Regions from separate parts of the Mus musculus genome. Here region 2 is linked to region 1. A link is a contact called in public HiChIP or PLAC-seq data. All regions are on one chromosome and are shown on one strand. Each heading gives the region's core, a stretch centred on a gene start, on an enhancer-like site or on the middle of the called end of the contact. The rest is flanking DNA. Distances are from core to core; before and after follow the strand shown.

Evidence for each region. HiChIP or PLAC-seq counts read pairs in DNA pulled down with a chosen protein or histone mark.
Region 2: a contact with region 1 is called in an H3K27ac HiChIP or PLAC-seq map of the NIH/3T3 cell line, with 5 times the contacts expected there. The contact joins two enhancer-like sites. A contact is called at or near these places in 1 of 15 datasets of contacts at CTCF or cohesin (the NIH/3T3 cell line), 5 of 484 Hi-C or Micro-C datasets (cerebellar granule neurons and embryonic stem cells) and 2 of 115 datasets of contacts at active chromatin or transcription factors (the NIH/3T3 cell line and pancreatic cancer cells).

What each region holds. Positions count from the first base shown.
Region 1 is chr6:71,987,473-71,993,815 of GRCm38.p6, forward strand. No RefSeq gene overlaps it. Among named protein-coding and RNA genes, the nearest start is that of Gm26628, 27 kb to the left of the region's middle. RefSeq lists an enhancer at 1,861-4,589. Within about 2 kb of position 3,194, at least 180 of the 459 cell types and tissues checked have an H3K27ac peak or open chromatin away from gene starts, as enhancers often do. A contact at or near this core is called in the NIH/3T3 cell line and pancreatic cancer cells, where this site is marked.
Region 2 is chr6:72,273,767-72,280,109 of GRCm38.p6, forward strand. No RefSeq gene overlaps it. Among named protein-coding and RNA genes, the nearest start is that of Gm30782, 22 kb to the left of the region's middle. Within about 2 kb of position 4,010, at least 82 of the 459 cell types and tissues checked have an H3K27ac peak or open chromatin away from gene starts, as enhancers often do. A contact at or near this core is called in the NIH/3T3 cell line and pancreatic cancer cells, where this site is marked.

The DNA of each region.
Region 1 (6,343 bases), core at 1,944-4,443:
TGTGTGTGTGACCAAAAATGGTCGAAAGCAACTGATGATTGATGTTACCCTGAAAAGCAGTAGATTTCTTGAGCTTTCTACACAGGCAAAAACCAACCAATGAAACAAACAAACAAAGCAGGTCAGAACTCTACATCTGAAAATGGGGCACTATTATCGGCTCAGCATTCACTAGGAATTCAGACTCTGGCTGAAACTTTGATGCAAGGCATCCCAGGGGACAACTTGTGACTCCAGGCTTGTCTGTGGAAATTGAGGTGTCAGATGACTGCATGTGAAGAAACCAGAGAGCAAAGCTAGATAACGGAGAGGCCTGGCAGGAGGCTGCACTGCCTGAGGCACAGGTCTCCTCTCTGCTCCTCTGGGATGAGGTTGGCCAGACAACAGCTCATAGAGGACCTACAGTGACCTGTAGCGCCACCCCGTATGAAGAGCACAGATGCTCCACTGTCCTCTACCAGTTCCTCCTCCTTGACCTCTGTGGAGGGGAGGAAGGAAAGGAGTCAACACAAGGAGTCACCTCCACTCAGCATCAGAGGGGCATGGCTCGCCTAGGAGGTAGGACTGGAGTTGAAGATAATGTAAGAAGTGATTTGAAGTCCGCTTGGATATGGGGCCTAGGCCAAGCCTTAATGAGTTTGACAGAGCACTCTTGTCCAGAAACACACTTAGGCTAACGTACATCAGTGCCAAAAGCAAAACCTGTAGGGCTAATCAGCTCTTGTGCACTGTGTAATTCACCTGTCAGTAGAGATCTGAATGGCCAATAGCAAAGCAACCGAGAATAGACAGGACACCCAGCAGAGAGAGGCGAACTCTAGGAAAGAGTCAGGCTTGGGAAGATTCACCACCCAGACTCGGAGAAAGTTGGACATATGAAACTGAGGAGAGGTAACTAGCCAGTCATGTGGCAGACACAGAAAGTATAAAAGGGTAAATATAAATTAAGTGCTAGTTGGGGAACAAGCCTAGCTTAAGGCCAAACTAGAAAAAGAAAGAAAGGAAAGACAGGAATTCTGGTGGCTAATCCTATGAACAGGGTGGGCAAATTCAATTGTATCCTCCAACTGGGCATGGTGGCTCCTGCCTGTAATCTACTGTAAGCACTAGGAGAGCTCAGGCAGAAGGATAGCCATGACTTTGAGGCCAGCCTGAACTACAGAGTGAGTCCCTGTCTCCAAAATAAACCAAACCAAAGTCCAGTAACAGCAACAACAAAATACCTGTGTCCTCTGTCCACACCACATGTGATATCCATCTTTTAGACACCATATCCCTAAGAGGAGAATTTGGGAGGATATTTTCACATATGGTCACAATCTCCCAGGAAAATGGAGCATCTTTTATAAACAAAGTAATTATGTGGGGCTGGAGAAATGGTTTAGCAGTTAAGTGTGCTTCCTGAGTTTCTGGAAGCTCTGAGTTCCATTACCAGTACCCAACAACTGCCTTTAACTCCAGCTCCTGGGGGTCCAACACTCTTCTGTTCTCCAAAGATACCTGCATACACATGTGGTGTATACACACACACTCACAAACACTCATACACAGATACACACCCACACACACATACACTCACACACATTCACACATACACACATTCATACACAGACACACACATTCACACACTCATGTGCTCACACATACACTCACACACATAAAAATCCCAGAAAAGGGGGAAAAAATCCCTGCTTCCTGGAAGACTGCCCAAGAAGTTCCTGTTTTGTATACCTAAGAAACTTTGGGAGACACCCTTCCACCTTTTTAAAGTGCTAGCCTATAATCCTAGCACTTGGGACACCAAGGCAGGGGAATCTGGAGTTTGAAACTGGCCTGATTACACAGTGAACTTCCTACCACTCCTAGCTTATGAAGTGGGGACATCACTTTATAAACAAGTGAAAATATAAATAAAAGGTCAGTGAGACGGCTCAGCAGGTCAAGGCACTTGCAGCCAAACCTGAGGACCCAAGTTCTATCCCCAGTTCCTACATGACAGAAAGAAAGAACTGACTCTTACAAGTTGTTCTACATTTAAGAAAACTATAAATAAATGAATAAACAAAAGGATTCAGGATCTAAGCAAGACACAGATGTCTATTCCCTGAGGGGAAGTCCCAGCAGGAGCGCTGAACTCCAACACTGAATTTTCTGGGACTCCATAAGTTGGCTAAAAGTAATTTCAAAAACCAGAAGGAACTCCACCCTAAACCACAGTGCCCAGCAGGGAAATGGGCCCCTCTGCCAGCCAAGGAGCTGGCGTGCATGGCTACCTCAAGTCTAAATATCACACCATGGTCAAAAGACTCATAAAACCACAGACAGCTTCTTCCAAGCACTCCTAGGAGAGATGTGTACTTTGAAAATGTTCTAATCCTTTGCTAAATACCAAATACTGGCCGTGTTCTCTGCTCCTGGCACAGCCCCTGCTTCCAGCCCGGATGGGAGGCTGAACCCGGAGAGGGAGGATGGCTCTGTGCACCTCAGCCCTAAGACAGAGTAGGCTCTCCAGCCTTCCCTCCCAAGACCCCAGCCTCACACCCTGTCAGTTTTCTCTCCTCAGAGCAGGAAAGTGAGGTGAGGTAATGTCTCTGGAACCCCACAGTGGCAAGAAGATGAAAAGAATCCGAGAAATGCTGTGTTTAATTTAAAGCAGACCCAGCCTGCCGCCAGGCTGCAATTTCACTCAGAATACCCAGTTTGTTTTTCTTGGACATTCCAGGAACCAACTGGCCACCCCATGTCAAAGCCCAGCAGGAATGCTCCGAGAACGCCTTGCTGTGGGGCACTCAGCTGCCTAGGCCTGGCAGATTGCACTCTCTTCCCTCAGGCCAGGAACTCCTACTGTGGGATGGAATCCTGGTCACTGTAGGAGCCATCTGTTGGCCATTCTTAGCCTGAGACCCCGTTACCCATGTACCTGGCTCTAAGGGTAGTGCTGGCAGTAACAACATGGTGTGTTTATCCTGTGTATTCTCATGAGCCTGGCGTTGTGCTGATCTCTCTATTCCCTGTTTGTCAGACCCTTCCAGCATCCTACGAAGGCAGGAAGGTTTATTACTTTCTACTGTGGCTGCAGTCAAGGCAAAGGGTGATTATGTAACTTGGCCCCGTCACCCAGCTAGGGTTTGAGCTCACAGAGCGCCAATCTAACCTTGGTTGTCCATCAGCAAGTCCCTTCCTTCCCATTGGTTGTCCATCAGCAAGTCCCTTCCTTCCCATGCCGGCACTGCATCAAGATCCTTGGCCCGAATCACTGCTTCTGTGGTATCAGGGTCCACAGTGGTGTCTGCGAAGGGAGTGGTTTGGGACATGGGCACATGGCTGCTGCTGAAAGATAGAGCTGTAGTCACAAGCTCTTCTTTCTAGCTGTTGAAACCCAAATCTGGGGTGGGGTTGGGGGGAGCTCCAGTCCCTGCTGGTTTGTTGCTTCAAGGGATCTGTTGAACTCCTGTCTCTAATCACTGAGTGGCTTAGAGAAATGACAGTGCCAGAGAGAGAGAGCAGGCCCTGGTCTGGGCCCTGCCTGGATCTTAGGCAGTCCCCATGCCCCTTGTTTCTACAGAGCCTTTTTTCTCTATAACAACATCTTTATCTTTGGGGAGAGAGGGAAGAGAGAACACACAAGGCTATCCTGGCTGGGGCCTCCTGTGACCCTGACAGTCTCTGGCTTTATTTTGTATCTGGATTTCTACAGGGAGACCTTGGCTCAAGCAAATGTAGGGGTGGGGGCTGAGGGAGCCAGGCAGGAGAGTGACTTCTGAAGAAGTTTCCAGAACTTAGAAGAGAAATGCATGGGCGGAGCGCTGTAGGGAGAAAGAGAACAGGGACTAGGTGAGGTGGCCCAGATCGATTTAGTCCAGAGGCTGGCTGGCACTGAGGGTAGCCACTCAGCAGGAGGCTGCCCCACAGGAACAGTTTCTGCCTTCTCGCTTTCCAAAACAAACAGGCAGGCAAGGTTGTCTGTCCTTGTGTGCTTCCTCTGTCAGGACTCAGAGCAACCAAAAGGCCATCTGTGTGCAGAGCTCTGCTTCTGGGCCACTTTCGCCGTAATGAGGAATGGACAGGAGCCCAGGATGACAAGACCCAGGGCAGTGGAGCCTGTCACCAGCAAACCTGGGTCTGGCTCCCCTACCTGAGTCAACAAGAGGAGCCCTGGGTTGGGAAAGGGCTAAGAAGGGGGAGCTCTTGGAGAAAGGCTGGCTCAGGGGACAATGAGTTTACTGAGGGAGGACTCAGCTCCCAAGAGATGTTTCCATGGCACCCACAAATGTCAATGGTCACATTGTGTGGGTGGCTTTGGGTCCAGCCTCTCCCCTGCGATAGAAAGACAGTGGGTAGGAGGGAGCCTTGCTCTCTGGCCCCTGGCAAAATTCCCTGGTACCATGCTGTGGGGTGGCAGGCATCGAATGGGAGCCTCCCCACTATCCTTCCTCCTCTGCAGACAAGGGTGAAGCTCTGTGTGTGTGTGTGTGTGTGTGTGTGTGTGTGTGTGTGTGTGTGTGTGTGTGTGTTGTGGGGGGGGGCATGTTCCCAGGAGGGATTCTTGAGGCTAGGGCTGAAGCATCCAGCCCTCTGATCTTCCTGTCCTGGAGGGGATAGAAAGCTGAGAAATGCCCTTTTTCTGTACCTTCTCCAAACCTGAGCCAATAAATCAGCTCTCCCTCCGCTGACTCAGCCACAGGAACTGCAGGTGTTGGTGCCAAGTTTAGAGAAGTGGGAGACTATTTGTAAGTTACAAAACCTCAGGAATATGCAACGTACTTTTCACCAGAGCAGCATGGTAGTTACTTAACCTGGTTAACTCTTAACCAGGTAGCTAGCAACAAATGCTGTGACAGCTACCAACCAAACTTTCTGGCAGTGACCTGGCTGAGGGAGGATGCTGAAGAGCTGTGGCCTGTGGAAAGAGGGCTTCCAGGCAGGGTCCAGGGCAGTTGAGGCATAGCAATGGGAGCTGCCAGGCTCTGGGGCTGGAAAGTGCACAGAACTTCAGAATGACTACCAAGCAGGGGGCTGGGACCCAAGGTGACAACTCACTGAATGGCTGGGCAGGAGGAGAGGCCTCCTCATGTATTTACCCCTCTAGGAGAGTGTCACTGGATAAGGAATAGGCACCCTGGCCCAGAACAGCACTGGGAAGGCTATGTGGCATGTTATAAAGATACTCCTGTGGTTACCTCTGTGATGGTGCGCCATGCAGATGTGGGCAGGCTCTGGTGCTGGAAGGCTATTGTGAGGATGAACTGGGGAGAGGAGGGGAGGATCGATAAGGCAGACAAAGAGGGGTTGAGGGCTAGAAGCTGGCTCAGCAAAGTGCTTGCTGCTCAAACATCTTGACTAGACTCCCAGAAATTCGTGTAGGTGCACCGAGAGGGGTGGCTCACCTCTGAAGGCAGACACATAGAGCTAGCTGGCTAGGAAGCCTAGGTATATTAATGAGTTCTAGGTTTAGTTGAGAGAAAGGTTAAAGGTCAATATCAACCTTTTATCCACCTAGGGGTCACACACACACACACACACACACACACACACACGCGCGCACCTCTGTGATGGTGCGCCATGCAGATGTGGGCAGGCTCTGGTACTGACGGCTCTTTGCAGCCAGCCCCATATACCACTGGATCTCCCCATCCCAGTAAACATGTGGGACTTCAGAGAACATCTAAGAAATCGGTTAAGTCCTTCCTTTCCCTGTACTTCCAGATGGGAAGAGCACCGGACACCTGGGCTCTGCTCCTTGGTCATCAATCAAGAGTTCCTCCCAGGGTTTAGCTGAACTCTGTTCGCTTGCAGAAACAATGATGTGGGGTCGGTGGTGCCAACCAACCACAACAAAAATGTTAGGTGTCCCAACTGCGATCATGAGTAGGTCACTCAACCTTTTTGAACTCCAGGTCAAGGGGCACAGTGAAGGGGAGGGTTAGGAGGACATGGCGGGACTTTCCTGTCTATCCAGTGAGTCCCTGGATGTTCTCTCTGTCTCTGTCTCTCTGTCCCTTTCTCTCTCTCTCTCTCTCTCTCTCTCTCTCTCTCTCTCTCTCTCTCTCTCTCTCTCCCTCTCTCCTAGTCTTCCAGTGACTAACTTCAAACCTGGTAGAATGAGAGAGCCTACATTCAGCACCTTTACACACTTTGTCTAGATCTTCTTACAAAACTCAGGCTCAGAGAGATCACACTTGATCAGAGTCCTTTCCAATCATCTGACTTCTCCCTTTGGAGGCCGAGTGCTGGGCAAGCAGCTCTCCAGAACAGACCTGCATAGTTTGAGAGGTGAGGGTAGAGGAAACATGGCTGACCCAACATCTAGTAGAAGATTTGAACTCAGTGGGGCTGGTAGAAG
Region 2 (6,343 bases), core at 2,760-5,259, 290 kb after region 1:
AGACCCTGCCTCAGTGAGTAAGGTAGAGAAGTGAAGGATGACTCCCAAAGTGCCCCCCCACGCACACACCAAGAAGGGAAGGGGAGAAGGGCTCCTACTAATTTGATTACAGCACGTGGGAAGAGTATACAGGTTAGGAGAGGGGGAGGACTCAGTTGACCAAATATTTGCCTAGCACACACAAATACATCCACACCACGTAAATGGGGCATGGTGGCACACATTTGTAACCCCAGCACTCCCCACCCCTATACACACAAAAATAAAAGTTTTAAAAAATTAGAGTTCACTTAAGACCAGCCTGGGCTACACAGCGACATCTTGCTTCAAGGCATAAACCAGTAGATCAGGATATCTGGTCTCGATAACCCAAGGCAAACGGTATTGACAGCTCCTCTGGGTGACACCAATGTGCCGCCACGTTGAGGGCATACCTCTCTCATTTAGATTTTTTCCAACAAAGAACTTGTACTGCCTGCAACTGATGGCCTATTGGCCCCGCATAAGCACCTGTGGTGTCTTACGTGGAGAGTGACCTTCTTTTGGTTAGTTATGTCTCGGCCCTAATTTCTCACTGTGTTGCCTAAGGGGGTTTTCATGACCAGGTCAGGACTTTTTTTTTTTTTTTCATAGAATTCTTTCCCTAGCTCAGGATTTCTCATCTTGGTATTGTTTCTGTGGGGAAATCAATCCAGTTTTTATCTTTTCCACTTACACCACCTTTTCCTAGAATATAACCTGCTATGAATTCGAACAATACCTGCTTTCTTTCTTTGCCTTGCTTATGAATGTGCAAGTGTGGGTGTGAGAAAAGCCAGAGTTCCCTGGGACAGGGCAGGGCCCCAGGCTTGGAACAGCTTGGGAAGGGGGTGGGGGTGGGCTGGGGTCAGTGCCCAATGTGGGGAGCTGGGCTATTCTGACCCTCAGCGGAGGGTGCCTCGCCCTTCATCAGCACCACCAGAGTAAGCTGTGCTCTGGGTGTGTGAGTACTGCTTCCATTTTTTTACCTCCTGAATGCCTTGCTGAGGTAGAATCCAGCTGACCTCCTGGGGCCTGCTGGCTTTGCAGACAGAAATGTAACTGCTGTGGGTGAGCTGGTGCTCCTACAGAAGGCCTGGGCTTGGTTCCTTGCACCCACATCGGGTAGCTTACAACTGCCTGTAACCCCAGTTCTAGTGAATCTTGGTGCCCTTTTATGGCCTCCAAAGGGATTTGCACCCACATGGGGTCCATGCAGACAACCAGGCACCCACCAGACATGTAAAGTACATATTTAAAAAGAAAGAAAAGGAAAGGAGGTGACTACAGACTCCTCTGTGCCCCAAGACTGTCAGGTGTCAGCTCTCAGAATCCAAGGCCCCGCATCCACTTCTGCTGGCAACCTCCAAATACCTCTAATAGGTCTGTAATGGAGGGGTGGGGTGGGGTGTGTGTGAAAGGCTGATGTCTATCCCCAGATCAACATTGTGTGTGGGATAACCAGGGCGTTTATGTGCCATCGCTGAGAGTTTGGTGTCAATGGCTTAGAGAACCAAAATGTTGCTCTTCAATGCCCCGCTTCAAGGCCAGGAGGATGGCTCAGTGCTTAAAACACTTGCCATATATGTCTGAGGGCCAGAGTTTGGGTACTCAGTGCCAATTCTGAGTGTCTGTAGCAACCTGCCTATAATTCTAGCCTCCAAAGGCAGGTTGGGGACCCCCAGACAAGATGGCGGGTAAGACAAATTATATCTTCAAAGCCCTGGGTCTGACTGGAAACCCCACCTCATTGATTAGGTAGGTATCTTAGTCAGGGTTCTCATAGCTGTGAGAAGACACATGACCAAAAGCAACTTGGGGAGGAAAGGGTTTATTTCAGCTTCTGCGTCCTAATTATCATTCATCAGGGCTAGAACCTAAGGCAGGAACTGACGCAGAGACCACAGAGGACGGCTGCTTCCTGGCTTGCTCCTCGTGGCTCATTCAGCCTGCTTTCCTATTGGGCCCAGGACCATGGGCCCAGGGTTGGCACCATCTCCAGTGAGCTGAGCCTCCCCACATCAATCATCAGTCAAGAAAATGCCCCACAGACTTGCCCACAGGCCAGTGTGGAGAGGACATTTTATCAACTGAGGTTCCCTCTTCACAAATGGCTTCAGTTGACATAAAACTAGCTAGGCCAGTGGAAGATGGGACCCAGCATCAGACTCCACCCTACACACGTACGGGCACACATACATACATACATACATACATACATAGAGAGAGAGAGAGAAGTAAAATCTTTAAAATGGCCTCCTAAAGGAGTTAGACATTTTTCTATATTAATTGTTGGCAAATAGATTGTAGAGTGTCTTCATTGGAATTCTATTTATTTGCTTGTCTTATGTTGTTGTTGTTATTGTTGTTTTGAGGCAGCATCTCATGTAGCACAAACTCAAACTTGGTATGTAGCCAAATCCTGATCCTCTTGCCCCAACTTCCCAAGTGCTGGGATTACACACAAATTCCAGTACACTTTTATGTAGGAGTGTTTTGTCTGCGTACATATTTATGCATCACATGCATGCAGTGCCCAAGGCGGCCAGAAGAGGGTATCAGATCTGAAATTGGAGTCTTGGGTGTTCATGAGCTGCCGGTTAGGGGCTGAGAATCAAACCTGGGCCCTCTGCAAGAGCAGCGGGTGCTCTTAACCCCTGAGCCACCTCTCAAGCCAGGAGTTTGGATCATTTGAAAAAGCTTTGGATGTGGGCATGCTCTGTCCGGAGACGGTAACTCCAGTCCTCCCCTGCTCTCTCTCCCTGAGGTGGTTTCCTTGCCCACTCTCAACCCTTAGTTCCCATTTTGCCTCTTTGGGCTGTAAAAACTGCTTCGGCCACCGAGGAGCTAGAAGGGTTACCCTTGTTCCTGTGGGCTTGCGTCAGCTGGCCAAGCCTGTGGCTCTCGGGGCCAGTCACATTTATTCCCTAGAATCGAGGACTGAGAGGGAGGATCTCTGTGTAGCTGGGAGCACGTTCTGTTTCCAGAAGGCCTTGAAAAGCTTAATGCAGCCTTGTGAAGAGGCAGCATTGGGGTCATGGATGGGGGTGATCAAAATGGACAACTTTATTTCCAAGGAATATCTTCGCCTGCTGGGAGCTGGGTTCAAAACCTTACTCTCTGGTTCCATGCATCTCTCTCCAAGTCCTTCTACCCCCAGACTCCCCGGGTGGTCACCTGCCCTCAACCAACCTCGATGCTCACTGCCCTCCTACCCACCTTCCTGGCTGGAAACGTAATCCAGGCCCTTGTTGTTCCACCAGGACCCTTTCTGCCCTCCTCCTCGGGCCCCCACTGAAGCTCAGAGCAGCCGAAGGGGAAAGAGCTGGCCTCCTCCGCACAACTTCCCAAGAACACGGAGTCCTCCACCCCCATCTCCGGTTCCCACCTCAGCACACCGCCCCCTCCGCGCTCAGTCCAGAAGTGCGTTAGGACACGTTTGAGTGGACCACTCATGAGAACCATGTAAACAGTGGTTTCCTCACATTCCTGTCGCCTTTGTTTCTTAAGACTGAAGAGTCTAAACTGGAGAGGTCTCCCTCTCCCTCCCCATTCCTTGGCTCTTGCTTTGACCTTGGGGTTAGGGATGTGGCTGGCCTGGGTTGCTGGACTTACACATGGCTGGTTGACTCATGGTCTCCACTTGCCTCTATGCTGGTCTAGGAGTAAGAATTGTCTACGTGACAAGACAGGGCCCAGGCTACAACAGCAAAGTTGCACCCAGGGTAAGTTCTATGCCTGACCATTGTGCTGCCCTGACTCCGCACAGCCGCAGCCACAGCCACAGATGGCCTGCAGGACAAGCCTTCCAGCTCTGCCCACAACTGTCCCAGCCAAGGGACCTGGCTTCTCTTCTAGGATGTGGTGTGGGTCTCAGGGGACGGATAGAACAATGCCAGGCCCCTTATCAGCAGCTAATCCCGGCCTGGCCGGCTCTGGGACTTCCCTTCTCAGAAACACCGGCGCTTATTTTAACACATGGCTAGTTCATGTCTGACTCAGCCCTAATTGCAGACAGTGAAAAGACAATTTCTCCCTAGAGCCACAGCCAAGAGCAAACACCTTCAAGTCCTCCAGAAATGGGCCTGGCTTCCTTCTGCCTCTGTCAGAGGGCTCCTGGTGCCACAAAATGGAGGAGCCAGCCAGAAGCAGAAAGCCCAGAAAGAACTCCTCAGCTTCCATCTCTTTCAGGGTTCAGATCACCAAAGTCCCGAGAAAGCAGGCTCCAGTTTAGAGTCACTCAGCCAGGATGGGATTCCTGGGCCGGTCCCTGGTGCCTATCCTATGTACTTCTAAGTACTAAGGGTGTGTGTGTGTGTGTGTGTGTGTGTGTGTGTGTGTGTGTGTGTGTGTGTGTGTGTGTAAGAACTCTCAGACATTGTCCTTGAGGTTTGTCTCTGTTCATGTTTCTATTCTATACTTTCTTAGGACTTGTTTCCTCTCAGGGATCAAGTGGGGTACATCACAGCAGCAAGAGGGGGTCTCAGGTGCCCCAGGATTGACTTTGTCTAGAAGGGGGAAATATCATTAAGTTGGAATCTCCAAGTAGGCTGGGCACGGTGGTACAAGCCTACAATCTTAGCACTCAGGAAGTGGAGGCAAGAGAGTCAGAGGTTCAAGGTCAGCCTCAGCTACATAGTGAGCTTGAAGCCTGAGATACACGAGACCCAGTCAAAGGAAGAAAGAAAGGGAAGAAGGGAAGGAGAGAAGGAAGGAGGGAAGAAGAGAACCTCCAACCTAAAACAACTTGCTTAGGTGAGCAGGATGCAGGGGCACAGGTGCCAGTGCCCTCCAAGGACATCTGCAGCTCTGGAAATAGAAACCTAGGGAGGAATGGCCTCCAGAGCACGGCTCTACTCCAGGTTTCAGTGAATATTTGTACCAAACTCTAAGTGGGGAACAGGACTGGAGATGAAGCTTGGTGGTAGTATACTTGCCTAGCATGTACAAGGCTAGGGGTCCAAACTTTAGCACATGCACAGAAAGAGACAGAGACAGACAGAGAGACAAAGACAGACAGAGAGACAGAGGTGAAAATAGAGACAGACAGACAGACAGACAGACAGACAGACTCGGGGACTGCCTCTCAGTGCCCCCAGCTCAGTCCAGCACCTTGTTCTGATTCTTGTCATCTCAAACCCAGACTCTGGAAGCAGCTATTTGTGGTCAGAGCCTGTGCCTAACTTAAACTGCAGGATTTGGAAGCCAGAGAGTTCCTTGGTGATTCCCTCTGTCTAAAAGGGCTAGTTAGCCACTAAAGCAGTAGGACCCCTGTTAGCTGACATAGCCTGATCGAGAGCTATGGACACTAGTCCCTGGAACGATAGCACTGGGGGACCAGCCTGTGACAACAGGAAGTTAATGCCTGTGGCCCTTAAGACCAGGCTTTTCAGATCCCCGAAAAGTAGAAATAGAAGCCAGAGCTGCTGCTGCTGCTGCTGCTTCTTCTTCTTCTTCTTCTTCTTTTTTTTCTATTATGGTCAGAAGATTCCAGAACTAGGACAAATTTAATCCACATAATGTGTGTTCTGCTCTTCAGTCCAAAGATCAAATGGGCCTTCATTATCTGACTTACCGAGTGCATAACCAAATATTTCCCTCTTTTCTACCTTGAGTTGTGATAAAGGTCAACATTAGGTGTTTTTCATTAGCTATGAAGATGGGAGAGAAGAGTAGAAACTCTAAACTGATGTTTAAGGGGTCTGAGCTTCAGTAATTAAGACATAGCTTACTTTGTAATTATGCCCCCCCCCACACACACACACACATATGCGCACACACACACTATTCTGGTGTGGTCTTTTGTTATTGTTATTGTAATATTTGGTTTGGTTTGGGGTTTTATTTTAAGATAATCTTGAGCTTCTGATACTTCCTTCGCCTCCTGAGTGCTGGGATATCAGGCATGTGCTGCCACGCCCAGGTCTGTGAACTCCCGATTACACCTACGGCTCGAGGGCAAGCACTTTACCGACTGAGCTACAACCCCAGCTTCACACAGTATCTTTTAAAGGACATCTATATGTATGCTTGCTCTTAATATTTTTCCATTTTCAATAATTACAAACATTAAAAGACATCACACATGGGGCTGGTTCAATGGTTGAGAGCACTGGCTGCTCTTCCAGAGGTCCTGGGTTCAATTCCCAGCACCGACAGAATGGCTCACAGCCATCTTTTAACCCCAGTTTCGGGAGATTTAAGAGCACTGCACACACATGGTGCACAGAATTATATGCAAACAAAACACCCTACACAGAAAAGAAAATAAATGTGAAAAGAAACAACCTTTTAAAAAATCAGAAATACATGGGGTGAGGTGCTG